Linked DNA regions of Drosophila melanogaster: region 2 is linked to region 1. Evidence: chromatin contacts called from public Hi-C data. All regions are on one chromosome and are shown on one strand. The core of a region is the stretch at or near the end of the contact, and the rest is flanking DNA. Distances in the headings are between cores, read along the strand shown. Region 1 holds the start of lncRNA:CR46258 (long non-coding RNA:CR46258). Region 2 holds the start of grk (gurken).

Evidence for each region. A called contact is a pair of places that touch in the nucleus more often than the background predicts.
Region 2: a contact with region 1 is called in a Hi-C map of the Kc167 cell line, with 2.0 times the contacts expected there. A contact is called at or near these places in 3 of 107 Hi-C or Micro-C datasets (the Kc167 cell line, the S2 cell line and eye imaginal disc).

Annotation. Positions count from the first base shown.
Region 1 is chr2L:488,264-495,283 of dm6, forward strand. It overlaps lncRNA:CR46258 (long non-coding RNA:CR46258), which reads left to right and starts at 2,572. Exons shown (of 1, transcript NR_133060.1): 1 at 2,572-4,386. It overlaps ush (u-shaped), which reads left to right. Exons shown (of 9, transcript NM_001272902.1): 2 at 1,254-3,095. The coding sequence starts at 3,053.
Region 2 is chr2L:8,430,642-8,437,946 of dm6, forward strand. grk (gurken) reads right to left here and starts at 2,957. Exons shown (of 4, transcript NM_057220.3): 1 at 2,774-2,957; 2 at 2,372-2,631; 3 at 1,236-1,853; 4 at 445-1,100. The coding sequence starts at 2,441. The coding sequence ends at 901. D12 reads right to left here and starts at 6,724. Exons shown (of 2, transcript NM_135384.3): 1 at 5,644-6,724; 2 at 3,417-5,586. The coding sequence starts at 6,534. The coding sequence ends at 3,568. Akap200 (A kinase anchor protein 200) reads left to right here. Exons shown (of 5, transcript NM_001298823.1): 5 at 1-656. It overlaps Chrac-14 (Chromatin accessibility complex 14kD protein), which reads left to right and starts at 6,764. Exons shown (of 1, transcript NM_057298.4): 1 at 6,764-7,305. The coding sequence starts at 6,864. The coding sequence ends at 7,250.

The sequences.
Region 1 (7,020 bases), core at 1,322-3,821:
TAATGGAGAACGCCCTGCACATGAAAAAAAAGTATTCATTCTTTGAAGCAAGCTAAAATAACAAGAAAAAAGTTCTAAGAACAAATTTATTTGCAAAACGTGAGGTTTATCCCATCGTAATGTTCTTGACGAAGTCAAACTAAAGCGGTTGACCTTGGAGAATTTAAATAATTTCAAAATACATTTACCATTATGGGTTTAACAGCAGCAAGTGATTAGATTGCAAACAGTTACTCTATTGGCGATTGAACCTCAGTGAACCAAAGTCCAACCATTTCGAAGATTTGAAAATATTAAATCGCCAACTTTACTTTTCACTATTTGCTGGCTCAGTGTATTGACCCCCATTTCCCATGTCGTCCATAAATTAGTGCGCTCAGGGTAAGGTCGCCTCGTCCAGGGTTGGAACGTGTCGTTTCCGATCGGATGCCGGCGAATCATCGGATCATTGCACTCGGCGTGAACACGCAAGGTAACTGCACCTTGGGTCAATGATATTAGCTCCCCCGTCAAAAATTTCGGCAGATATTCGGTTAACTTTTTGTTTTGTTTTATTATTTCGCGGCTGTCATTTTCATTTCCATTTTAGTCACGGGCATGGCCTTGCCGCCAGAAGTTGCTTGACCTGGAAGTTGCTCACCTTACCTCGTATAGGCCCCTGCTCCCAATCTCGGAACATCCTCATCAGGCCTCCAGGCGAGTGTATTGCACTATGATTGCAGGGAAGGCTGACTCGGTTACGGATAACGAAGCGGTATTTTTGAGGGTTTTGTACTGGCACTGAAATACATTCGGTGAAACACTACGACAAATTGGGCATATACGCAGCTGATTGATTTGGCATCGATGTTACGGACAAAGAAGCAGCTCGCTCATTATAGTATAGGCATGACTTCAAGCTAAAACTGCTGGGATTCCCCCGAATATTAGTTATGGTTGCTTGTCATTTTTTCCGACGCCCCTCTAACAAGATCTTCGTTTTCAATTGAAATGAAGGCTATTATTTTGAATAGCGCCGAATTTAGAAAGTATTTCGCAACATATTCATTTGGTATGAAGACGCATACGGACACATTCGATATTTCTGGCACATTTTTAAGAATTCGAATGTGCTTACATATGAAAATTGAGCTCTGGAATCCACTGTCATATCCTTGAGCTTAGTATATCAACGGAGTACTATCAACCTCGATCATTATTGATGTTGCAAACGCATACTTGCACTTACTTTTGTTGCTTCCATTTATTTATAGGTTTTTTGGGTGACTGCCGAATTGCATTGAGAACAGACCAAAAGCGATCAGGGATAGCCTAAAAAGCCAACGACAAAGTGTAATGAACGTTCCGAAGGTCAACGGTGCGTATACTTCATTAGCGATTAGCGAAGGGCGGCGATGAAAAAATGGGTAAGAAACGGAGCGAAAGGAGACCGCAAATGACCCAAGGTAGAGGGCGGGGAAGGTGGAAACCTCGTGGAGTTCCCGTGGCTAATCGACTCGGCCATATGTTAGCGCGGATTACGGGTCGCTAACTGGTTTATGATATTTATTGCCATGCATCCCCATTTGCATGCCCTGCCCTTAGACCAACGCCCCCACCCCTTTCAACTGCGGAATTGTCCCGCAGGAAGCTTTTCATTTCCGCTGCTGTCCGAATTTTTAAAATCTATGAGTGTCCAATGCAAAGCAGGAGGAATTTCCATTAAAATCATGCAATAGGTGCAAATTACAAGACAAAAAGGTGAGCGAACAGAGGGAAACAAAATGAAGAAATTATGCAAAAAAGAAACGGAAGTGCAGCTAAATAAAATGCTGACCATGGTTCTTCACACAGGAAATAGAATTCTGTGGACGATGTCGTAATTGCTTACATTTATTTTTGACAAGAACTATCGTGACTCTTGGTTAAAATAAGAACACTATTTACCAGGTTTTTGAATTGGCGCCTTTCTGGGGCGCCATCTATGCGGAAAGCCTAAAAGTATGCCTTGCAAGCGGTGTGAAAGCGCCAACTAGTGGCCCAAAGTGGAATCTTTTCATTTTTCTCATAATTGCGTTGTGGGTTTTTAACACTAAAGCCTATTGCCAGCTGCTGTAGTCAAAAAGTGTACAAAAAAAGAAAGTGGGAAGAAAATAAAAAAATCTAGTGCTTAAACCAAAGTGAACGAGTAGTTTTCAGCTTGTGGGTAGCAACAATTAGTAGATGGCAGAATATAGGAGAAGAGAACTTCAATGAGCAAGAATTTCCAACAAGAATTTGGTAAATACCGATGCAAATGCGTTAAATGGAAAGAGAAGGAAGGATGGTGAGAAAAGTGTGAAAACGTGCGTAAATGTTTCGGCGTTTTTGTTTTGATTCTTATCAGACTGCGAAGCAGACGCGAAAGCATGCGGAGCGATGAAAAACCGAGTACAAAACAAAATGGAAAGAAATGCGCGCGCTCTAATAAGATTGCGCGCTCTCTCCCTCTCTCTCTCTCTCCCTATCTCTCTCCCTCTCTCTCTCCTTCTCTCTCTCTCTTTGGCCAACTGGAGAGCTTTCGTGTCGGTTTCGGATTCGCTTTGCGTTTCATTCGTGAGCGAGCGCTTGCTTCGAACGGACGTCTTTAAGAACGCCCTCGCATGCCACGCCCCCTTCGAGAGGCTTTTGGTAAAGAAATACGCGACTGCATATTAATTGCAATATCAAGAGCAAAACACTGATCAGATATTGATGGGACTCGAGATCGAGCAGGAGATTACTGCCCGCTGCATTCCAATCGGAATATTCCACTTCCATTTCGTTCATAAAACGCGCGCGTTTTTCGTCGCGCCGATCGTTAGAAATTCATTAAGGCTTGTTAATCGCCGCCAATAATACAAATAATACAAGTAATCGCATTGATTGCCCATAATTGATACTCGCCGTGTGTGTGAGAGTGAGTGCCTGTGTGTGAGTGCGATATAGCATCCGCCGGTAAATGTCCGCGAAAAGGAACGCGAATCTGGATCTTCCGCAGACTTGATGCCGACGTAGCTGAAGATATACCTCCGGTCCAGCAGCTGGACTCGAAATGTCACGACGCAAACAGTCCAACCCGAAGCCGTTGAATAAAGGTGAGCTACAAGTTTAGTTTTATCAAGTCGGGGTTTAGTCGACGACCTTCTTTTTATAGCACCTGTGCAGTTATCTGCAACCATTATTTTGCCTCAACGAACAAATGCACTTTTGTAAATTACACTTTGTCATTACAAAGCTATCTCGTAACTCTCCACTAATCACGATCGCTTTTCCCATCTGACCGCAAGCTGACCCATTCAATTTCGCTGGCTTGCTCAGCAGCTCTCGTTTTTTGACAGCAAAACATGCGGACGAACACACAGCAAACACAGAAATCCAAGAAATTGATTAACTATGCCAAGACAAAGCAGCCAACAAAAATTCAAAACGAAACGAGTGACGAACGATAAATCCAAGATTTTGTGACTGCATGAAACCCGATATTAAAATGATTTATTTAAGCATTGATAACGTTCAACGATCGTCCAAAGCGATCGTTGTCACCAGGAAAAGAGATAGAAGTGGGGTTTTGCAGCATTCTGTATATTTTCAAAGACGTACTCCAACGGCACGGATCTTATAAAATGAAAGGGTGCTCAAAAAGTAGCCAACTTTTCTTGCTCATTTAAATAAAATTTCTTTGTCGTCTCGTTATCGATGTCGATACCTGTTGTACGTGCAGCTGACACACCTCATAAGCATTGTGGGGGAAGCGCGAAGAGAGAGGAGAGAAGAGAGAGTGTTACGAAGCGCGGAGAGTGTCAACTAATTACATTTCGCTGTTTGCCATTTGATATATTTATGGCCCGAACCATTTGACACCCAATGAATGCATTTCGGAATCGAAATCGATAAAACGTGCCGGACCTGCGACACTGGACACCCCGACCACCTGAACTCACCTCAGTTTCCGCCCCCCGAAGTCCGCACGGTTAGTTGCTTATCCATTTTGCCATTTTGGCCTTCTTATCGCTTTTGCTGCTTCTGCTCGAAGCACGTTTCCCGACTGGCTGACTCTGCCCCACCCAACACCCATCTGAACGTAGCCCCCAGAACCCATTTCCATTCCGTCCGATCCCACATCCAACAAATACCCAACGAGTGATATCAACGCGACTCATGCAAGTGGGACTTGCACAGTAAGACGCCATCTATATCTCGAGACGGGCCATACACTCTGTATATAGATCAAGAAACTATTGAAGAACGTTTGATTCGATAAGCGCTTATGGATACAAGTTAGTTGGCAATAATTCAAGCTGTATATTGAGTCATTTATAGTTCTAGAACTGTCTTTAATTTCAATAGAAATTATATTCCACATAACCTTCCGAAAGCATCAGGCTTATTTATAGCTCACAAATAAGTGGATAAGAAAATGTATTACTTTTTAAGAAAAGTTTTAAAACAATATACGCTGGAATAGTTAACAAGAACTATTAAGCAGAAAACTGAAAACTATTTATAAAGTTCTATTTAAATTCTGTTTGTATATTTTAATAGTTTTCAAGACCCATTAAGACCACCACTTTTAGCTATTTAAAGGGTACTAAGCTACGGATAACGAGAAACTTTACCATTTGCGTTGCGATAATTTAGGGTATTTTTTATCAGTGCAGCTGTTGTTGATGTCTGTATAGTTTTTGTTGTTGTTGTTGTTGCACCTGCACTATCTGTGGGTTATCCCTGGGTAGCTATCCACCCCCCAACCCCCCCATCCTCTGGCACCCCTAACATTTCTGCTTTGCATATTTATCTCTTGCACACTTGCCTCACTTCGGTCCCGTTGTTTTCTATGGCTCAGTGGGCGTTGGGAGTTGGTGTTTGAAGGCGAGAAAAAACTCAAAGCGCAACTCGATAAAGTTTTATCACAATTGCAGCAGCAGTGCCAGCCACAACAACAACAACAACAGCAAATAACATTAACTTGCGTAGCTTTTGTTGGAGGTTCTCCAAAGGTTGTTATTGTTGCCTTTACATAAGCTTCAATAACTGCCAGTTGTATCGAAGCGCATAGTCTCTAGCTCGAAGTGTAGGAATCGTGATGACAACGCCCTCGGGTTCGTTTTCGAAATACCCTCTAAATGGGCGTAAGTCGTTGTGCTGTTGGTATAGTCAAAAAAAAAAAAAACAGTTTTCTAAGATATCTATCACATCATCATAAATGATAAATAAATAAAAAAAAAAAAAGAATGGCTTTCCAAAGATTCATTATATTATTTCTTGCAAGGCAGGGTATTTGAAATTGAAGCAAGTTTCACCTGCTCTCGATTCCTATCTCACGCCTTTTAGGAGTTTCGAGACCTGAGGAAGTGCAGTCGCACATAGATAAGCGCCTTTGTGTCGTCTCATTCGTTTTTGTTTTTATAAATTTTAATTACGCTTATCACTAATTTTATGTTAATGGCCAGCTGTTGGTTTGTAGCTTGCTGGATGTTCGCTTGTCTGCTGCTGCCTGGTTGTCGGTTATTCGGCTAATTCACATATGTATGTAGCTATCACCATGCGGGTGACAATTTAGTCGAACTTGAGTTTGGGTCGATTTGAAGCGGGTTTGGGCTAATGCACTGCGACATAAATTAATTTAACGTTTTTTTATATTATTATATAATGTATTACAAAGTTCACAAGTTTATCCCCAATTCAGGGGCGCTTCTTTTCATATATAATATCGAAGCGTTAAGAGGGTTCTTCATAGAGTTTATCTATGCAACGGATCTGAATTCGAGCGATAAGAGAAGCTAGCTAACTGCGTATGGCAATCGCAGCTTGCATTCGAATAGCTGCAGTTGCAGCCACGATAAGAGCCGGGGCTCAGGTTGCAAGCGAATGCCCCTCGGGGACCCCCCTCCGTTCATAGTTGCCCCTCTACAATAGCACGTCCCTGTGGCTGCTCTGTCCATTTCAATTGGAAAAGATAATCTCGAGCTTTGGCCATTTTGACATTGTATTTTAATAATTGCGATAAGCGTCTCCCTCTGACACACTCTCTTTGTCTCTGTTTTGTTGATTTGCTGGAAATCGGACCAGGAAATATCACCAGATAAAAAGCAGCAACAATAAGCCAATAGCAACAAAAACAAAAGCATTAACAAGCATTACAAATTACAAAATGTTGTTTTTCACTTTGTTGCATTTTATTATCGTTGTTTTTGGCCAGCAAATTTGCATATCAAGTGAGGCGAATGAATATGGTTGCTGATGTGATATAGGGGATTAGCCAGGGGAGTAACTTGACGATCGAATTAGTCACCCAGCGAAATTCAGATTGCCGATATATATCTACAATATATATATTTATTGCATTTTTTGCGCCGTTTGTGTTTTTCCTCTTATCACGCGAGAGGGCAAACTTAAAAAGTGATTAATGAATGGAGTAAAATAAGTAAAAAAAAAAAAAGTTTGATAAACTTCTGAAAGAATACAAATTGTAGGATATCATCCCCATTATAATCAATATAAAAAACAATTTAATTTGACAAAGGCATATAAGAATTAAAACAATAATGTTTAGCCAACAGGCGAATGACTCCACTAATAGATTTTGAATCATTTAAGTTTAGCATGATCCATTCATTTCCGTTTTCCGCAAACAAAATGGCTCATCCTCAGCGGAAATTAGCTATCCAATTGAGTCAGAAGTGGAATTAACGTTGGGCTTTGGCGTTAAAAGGAAGTACGATAATATTTCTTTGAATCGTGCAAATAGAACGTATCACATAAAAATATATGCATGCTCAAGTATTTGATATTAAATATAATTTTTTTTTTATCCTTTTAAGAAATTTTCTTGTTAAACGCTGATGTATCATTTGTTGAAATGATGAAGAGGGAAATATGAAATCTTGATTGGTATTTCTCTTAGTTGACTAATCACCTGCGATTGTGGAACCACAACTATTCGACCTATTTTCAGCAACTTTATCCCCCTGTATTATATTGGCTTATTTTGGATTTAATCGTTAAATGCAATCGAAATAA
Region 2 (7,305 bases), core at 1,707-4,206, 7.9 Mb after region 1:
CCACTGCAACCAATCACCACGCCCCACTCAAACACCACCCACGCGCAGGAATCAATAGTTTTTTTTATTGATGCCTCTCAATTCCAGATCGGGTTAAGTCCCCAAAAACACATCCATCACCCATCAAGCACACACCATCCACCACACAAGCGCATACATACCATTCTCATATTGATGATCTTGATAGCGAAAGAATCAACAAATCATATACGATGAAATGATGAAAGTGAGGAGAATTTTTTGAATAATTTCTACTATACATTTAACTGTAAGTTCGAAGAAATTTGTAAAGAATTTTTGGACGAAATATTGGATAAAATATATATTATAAAATATAAAACCCAAAAGCGTGCTTCACTCATATCCGCCGGCTGAAAAAAAAAAACGAGAGAGATAGAAACGAGATACGAGATACGATGAACCGCAGAAAGGAAACAATGTTTTGAATGTTTTAATTCTGTTTCGAGTCGAGTCCCAATCCTCTTCTTTAATACACTACCAAAATAGTTTTTCTTTACAATATACACAATGTAACAGAGTGTTACGAAAATAATCACTTGTCCTGGTAACTGGAGTAAGCGCTAAGATTACATTATATTTCGTAATGGTTAATTTAACGTAACAAAATGTTACTACAAACAAACTACAAAAGCTCCAACGAAAGCTTCAAAAGCGAAACAAACGAAACTAAGAAATGATAAAGAAAAGCAAATACTAACTTGTGCGTCTTTTGCAACTAAATAGAAAATCCTACTAAGTACACTAAATGTATTCAATAAATTAAAGCGTTAATTTTACGCTGCGCAACGTAAAGAAATATGGTCAACAAGAATTTGCCATCCAACAAAGAGGAGGCTTATATAGGTGAAACCAAATTGTTTCCAAATCAAATTCTAAATCTCAGCATCTGACAAAAAAGCGCTGCTTATGCAGGTGTAGTTGCTGCTGCTTCCGGCGATAATCCGGCACATTGCGGAGCATGAAAACGGCTGCGAAGAGAACGTAGAGCGACGACAGCATGAGGAGTACGGGAAAGGAGAAGACGATGTGCGCCATTCGGACCTTCCGCTGCGCTGTTGGAGGCGAATAGATGTAGTCACCTGCAATGATCAATGAGTTCATTTAGTTACCATGTACTGGGTACAGACTAATAGATATCGTTAGTTCCATCCGTTCCATACAACACAGGAAGAGACTTCTGTGAATGGATGGCTATGCTAGAGTAGAGTACCTACCATTCCAGCTCTTGTAGGCGCACCGCTCTCCATCGTAGTCGTTAACGCAGAGGCAGGAATGGAAGACTGTGTTGTTCACCATCGGATGCTGGAAGCAGTGGCCGCCGTTCAGGCAAAAGCTAGTATTGTAAGCTTCGCTGCAGGGCAGCATCTGAATCTCTGTCTCCTTGTCGTTCGGGCTGGGAGTCGTGGAGTCAGGCGTGCTGGACGAACTGGGGTCAGGTGGCGGTTCTCCGGTGTGGGTAACAGTTTCGGGTGTTGTCACTGTCTCGGAATCAGTGATTGGTGTGCTGCTTTCGCTGGCCAACCAGGTGTCGGTACTGGATCCGAGAATTATCCCATCCTGTTCCGGATCCGCAGCAATGGAGTCGTCTGCGTTTGGCAGTTGGCCGCCCGAGTCCGGATTGGGATCCGTATCGGGATGCAGCTGGTCTGCCTCCTCCTGGGCCGAGGCCTCCAGTTGCTTGCGCTGCAGCTCCAGGCGATTGAGCAACTCAACCGCGGTCTCCTGGATCTGCTGCTGCAGCTCGTGCGCATGCTCGTGCATGTGGCTGTGCTGATGCTGCACAATTTTCAGCGTATGCTCTCGGAGAAGTAAGATTCGGCTCGAACAACAATCTGCAGAATACAGAAGAAGGTGTGCGATTAAGAAAACAGGACATTTCCAGTGATCGCAAAGATACAGAATAGATAACGTTGTAAAGCTCAAGTTGAAGTACAAAAAGCTTTCAGTTTTTAGTGCGGCAACTTTTGAAATTATCATAAAAATGTCTCCCTATGGTATTATTATTACTAATTTTTTTAATTTTTAAGAATGCAAAGTTTGTTCATAAGGACAGTATTTAAATGAAACTCAAAAAAATCTTTAGAAATAATTCACAAATATGTATATTATCTGAAGTTTACTTCATTCATCATCCACGAACAGAAAGCTAATACAGGATTTTACACAGTTTTCAAGGAAGTTTTAGTTTTTTAGCATAACAAGTATATAATCAGCACTGCAAATATTTTATGATTTGTTGTAGCTGTTTTCCAGTTTTTTCGACGCTAGAAATAGCTTTTTTTGTGGGAGAGCCTGGCAATACTGGCCGTAATATTGGAATCTAAAAATCAGGTGGAGATTATGTACGTACCTGTGACGGCGACAATTGTTGAGAGCACGAAAATTACTTTGAAAATCCGAGTAAATGGGATTTGCATCATTGGAAAACGCTTGGGGTGGCGCTCCGAAAAATATTGATTGGGTGGACCGATTGTCCACCACTAGGAAAACTGAGTCAATGAAGGGGTCTAAACGATCGAGGGATCGAGCGGCGTGCTGGCCGCAAATGCAATTTGGCGTCGCAACAGAAGCTGAAACATACTACACACTTGCATCTCCTTGTGGATTTTACTGCAAAATAAAAATAGAACATTTTAGCGCCTCCACATTTTCTGTCGCACGAACGCACACACACGAAACAAAAAAAAAAGGAAAAGAAATAGCATTCAAAATTGGTGATCCAAAAGCTTTTCATAGATTATCTTAGACGTACTGGAGCTGCTATATGGCCTGTAGAAGGCTTCGACATTATAATTATTATAATGACTCGTGAATCATTTTATATATCAGGCAAGTAATTAATTAGTTAATCTAAAGAGCAGCAAGCGCGGGAAGCGGGCTCTTCTCTGCTCCACTTTGATTTTAGGTCTTGTTGCGCGCACGTCGGAAAAGAGACTGAGGAAAACAGAGCCAGAGAAACAGATGGACCTCATCCCTACATTGGCGGCATTGGCATGCGCCATGAATGAAATCGATCGGTGAGCGGGGAGAGCGAAGAGAGCGCCCCCAAAAGAGATGCGATTGCGACCGATAATAGTCGAAGAATCATATGGATATGCTAAGAGCTGCAAAAAAAAACCGCCCTTTAACAGTTATTCAATTTGTTAACGGCACTTTTCACTGCATACTTCTAGGGCACTATAAAGATATATTACTCTGTGAAGATAGCTGATAAGACTTAAAAATGTTTACATGTTTCGTACAAATATGCAATTGTAGCGATTATTATTTATATTGATAAAACAATTTAAAAGTCTTCAGCCAGATATTCAAAATTTAAAAATTAATGACCACTCATCTCATGATTTCGTCCAAAATATGATAATCGTTGATAATTAAAAACGCAGTATTCATTTCTTCGGACATTAATTTAGTTAATTTATTGCTTAGATTTATGCTTACCAACGAGTACAAGGCTCTAATTAGATATCAACTAATATCCCAGTAGAATTTGAACTATGACGCGGACTTGATAAAAAATAAATTCAAAACAATGGCAACTGCACATTAGATTTGTGGTTCTATCGGAGCAACTCCCAAGTGACTGTTTCCGAGGAAATCCAATTCGGAACACAGACTGATGACACGGCCTATGTCCTGAGGTTGGAGACACAACGGAGCATTGGCCGCCGCCGGTGGCAACTGTTCCAAAGTCTCCTGTTGCAGTTTCGCCGCCAAGGAGCGGCGCACCAATTTCTCAATAAAAGTGCGCAGCACTTGTCCGAGCATCGAGAGAGCCAGTGGCTGGGAGACGCCAGGCGGAGATTCCTCCGGTTCCAGTGTGATATTAATGTCCTTGCACATTTCCTGGACCAGCTGCAAGGTCGAATCCAAGTGCTTCGGCGGAGGTAGATAAAGTAGTTGGCGATGATTCACCATTTGGAAAGATACATCTGCTGAGTTTGTTAACCTGGACGCAAGCGGATGAGGTTTGTCCACACCCAACACATCGATGAACTCCTTATCCCGCATCTGTTGATCATGACCAAGCAGACGATCGGATTGCTTGGTTATCCAAGCTTCCAGCCGATTGCCTGAGCTGAGACTGCTATAGGCCGACAGTTGCGGTTGGGGCTCGCCCTTTAGTTGCGCCTGAACACGCCGAGCCAGTTGCTCCTCATCGCTCAGTTTTTGTTTTCTCTTTTCATGCACGACAGGTAAAACATCTTTGAGAGCTGGCGTATAACCATGAACCCTGGCGAACGCCACTATCTCCCGTAAACTCCAGTAGTGTTCCTTTCCACTAATGTCCAACTTATGCAGCTCGTGGTGCTGCATCAGACAGCGACGGAGCATACGTGCGCGCAGGTACTCAAAGCAACGTTGTTTTAGAGCAGTGTGATTGTGGAACTCTTCGAGGGTTATACAAGTGAATGGATACTCCTTTTGCTGATCAATCGACGCAAGCGGGAGGCGGCTCAGCAGGAACTCCACAGCACTGCGCATATTTCGGAATTGTGCACTTCTAAAGATGTGCTCCAGCCTTCGGGGTCGCGATTGTATGGTAGTGTCCACAATTGGAGGTAACAGCATTGGCTTTTCCTCCATCTCGCCGCTCATGTTGGCGTACCCATGATCGTGCTGCATGCACTGCAGCATATGCCATCGCGTTTCTGACGGTGGCTTAAGAAGACTCAATTGTGGTTTCAGCAGGGATTGTTGCTTTGCAGCCTGCTTAAGCTTGCGCTGCAAGGGATCGATAATGTACAGCTTTCCTGCTCTCTGAAACACAACATTCTTCTTGCCCTGGTGATGGCCATTGGGCACAGGCTTTATTGGTGGCCGATCCGACGAGGATTCCTTCCACGCTCTCTGCGGAGATGCCGGTGGATAGTGCTTTACTGGCGAAAACTCCTGCCGCTGCCTTTCTGGCAAGGATTCCTGCCTAGGACTTCGGCCGTTTACTGGCAGATAGACCACAGAAGGCTTCGAAGCGGTGACCTGAGCCGCATTTAACCGAAGTTGAGTCCTAGGAGGCGATGACGGAGTGGGTGGCTGCTTTCTTGGACTGTAGTTTAACTTCAGGGGCTCTGAAACCAACACAGTTGGTTCAATTTTCTCAATGTCGTCGCTGAGTTCAATTTTGTTGATACCAGCAAACAGATTGTCATCAAGTTCCTCCTTATTTTGAGTGATTGAAATGGTGCGCGGTTTGCATGACTCTCCAGGAAAGGCGAAAACCGAAGGCTCTAAAACATTCGGAGCAGCCAGAGGTGGAGCAGGAACTGCAGTCTCCTGTTCATGGGGAGGATGAGGTTTGCCGCTTTTCTGTTTCGTTATCGCCTGTTTTGCTCTCAGCCATATTTCCACAGTGGTCTCTGCGCCCATCGTGTGCAGTCCACACATTGTTTTATCCAGCACCACCGTGTGCATTAGTTGCACGGGTTTCTGCTGCAAGTGCTCTTGGAAAAATAGCTGGATGCGCATCGGAAACTCGCCCCAACCATGTCGGTTAAGCTGAAACGGAGACCTGTGCACGTCCACGATGTCGTTTGGGCGGTATGACGGATGGAGGTGGAAGCGCACCTAGAATTGCGAAGAAGAGATTGAATCACTCCGTACGTGCTTATGGGAATTACTTACCTTTTTAATGTATTTTTCAAGTGGTTCAGGTAGATCTTTGCCTTGCACATAGACCAACCACTTATAGGTCAAAGCATTCCCACCTGTGCCATTCTCTCGAGAGTCTTCGCCAATGTATTTGGAAGTATTACCCACCACGAAGTTGAATTTGTTCTTGTTATTCAGCCGCGAGGCATTCAGCTCCACTTGCCTTTCGTGGGCCTGTCGGCTGGTGCACGGCTGCTCGTCCTCCAACTTAACGGAAATGGGAGGTTCCTGCTCTGGCTGATCTTTTTTGTCCTTGGAGTGATCGGTTACGATGCCCTGCTCCTTGATCTTCTGTTGCCGCCTTCGTTCCGCCCGACGATGAGCCGGATTCCTCAGTCGGATGGTTTCTTTGGCCAAGGTGGCCGCCGTGCGCTCTGGCAAATGATTTTGGATGACAACAGGGCGCTTGCCAACGATTTTTTTAATGGCTGGATGCAGTGGCAGCTGCGGAGCGGCTATGTCGTCCCCAAAAAGGCTGTCGCCGCGCACTTTCGCAATATCCGCGCCGGTGAGGGGGACCTGCTGCTTTCGGTAATATTCGCTGACCACCTGATAGCGTAGTCTGTCCAACAGTTGTCGTCCTTGCAGCAGTCGTCGGTCGATCTCGGCCAGCTGCTCGACCTTCTGAGAGATTTCGCGCTGGAACTCCAGACGAAGCAGCTCCCGGATGCGCTGAAATTTGTCGGACAACGGCAGCATGCCATCCGACTGTTCCGTCTTGGTCCACTTTCTTTGACCGGGCGACTCGGCTTCTGCGCAGGTTTCTTCCTCATCCTGGCTAGAAACTTCCGTTTGCTGATAATCTGGATCGTGGTACTCGCTGTGCCTGCGTTTTTTTGGCGGCGTCGCTTGTTGCTGGTCCATGTGCGTGGTAGCTGGCACACGCACAGGACTTGTATCACGTTAGTTCGGAGGGGAACAGCTTCAAGTTTGGCCCGAATCGCTCCGTGCACATTTAGGCCGGGGTAATTGGCTGTTATTTATAAAAATGTGTAAACAATTGATGCGAACGAGGCGGCGCAAACAGAATTGAGTGGGGGAGTTGCCACATCGCTGGTGTAGATGCGTGCACGCTGGCCTTGTCCAACACTGTTCAGCCAGCTGTTTACTCTTTACGCGGGAAGCAAAGACGCCGAAATCTAGACGGAAAATCAAAAGTGCCCACCAAGTAAAAGCAGATAAGCAGCAGCAAAATGGTCGAGCGCATCGAGGATCTTAACCTGCCGAATGCCGTGATTGGCCGGCTCATCAAGGAAGCACTGCCGGAGTCAGCTAGTGTCAGCAAGGAAGCGCGAGCAGCGATCGCCCGAGCGGCATCTGTGTTTGCCATCTTCGTGACATCCTCGTCGACGGCGTTGGCCCACAAGCAGAACCACAAGACCATCACGGCCAAGGATATTCTACAGACCCTCACCGAGCTAGACTTCGAAAGCTTCGTGCCCTCTCTGACGCAGGATCTCGAGGTCTATCGTAAAGTGGTCAAGGAGAAAAAGGAGAGCAAGGCCAGCAAGAAGGATTCCAACACTGCCGAAAATGCCAACGCCAGTGCCACCGCAACAGCAGAGGAAGCCCCCGAGTGATTACGAATAGGAGAAACTATACGGATCAATTATCCTCTTCAGTCATTAAGAACAA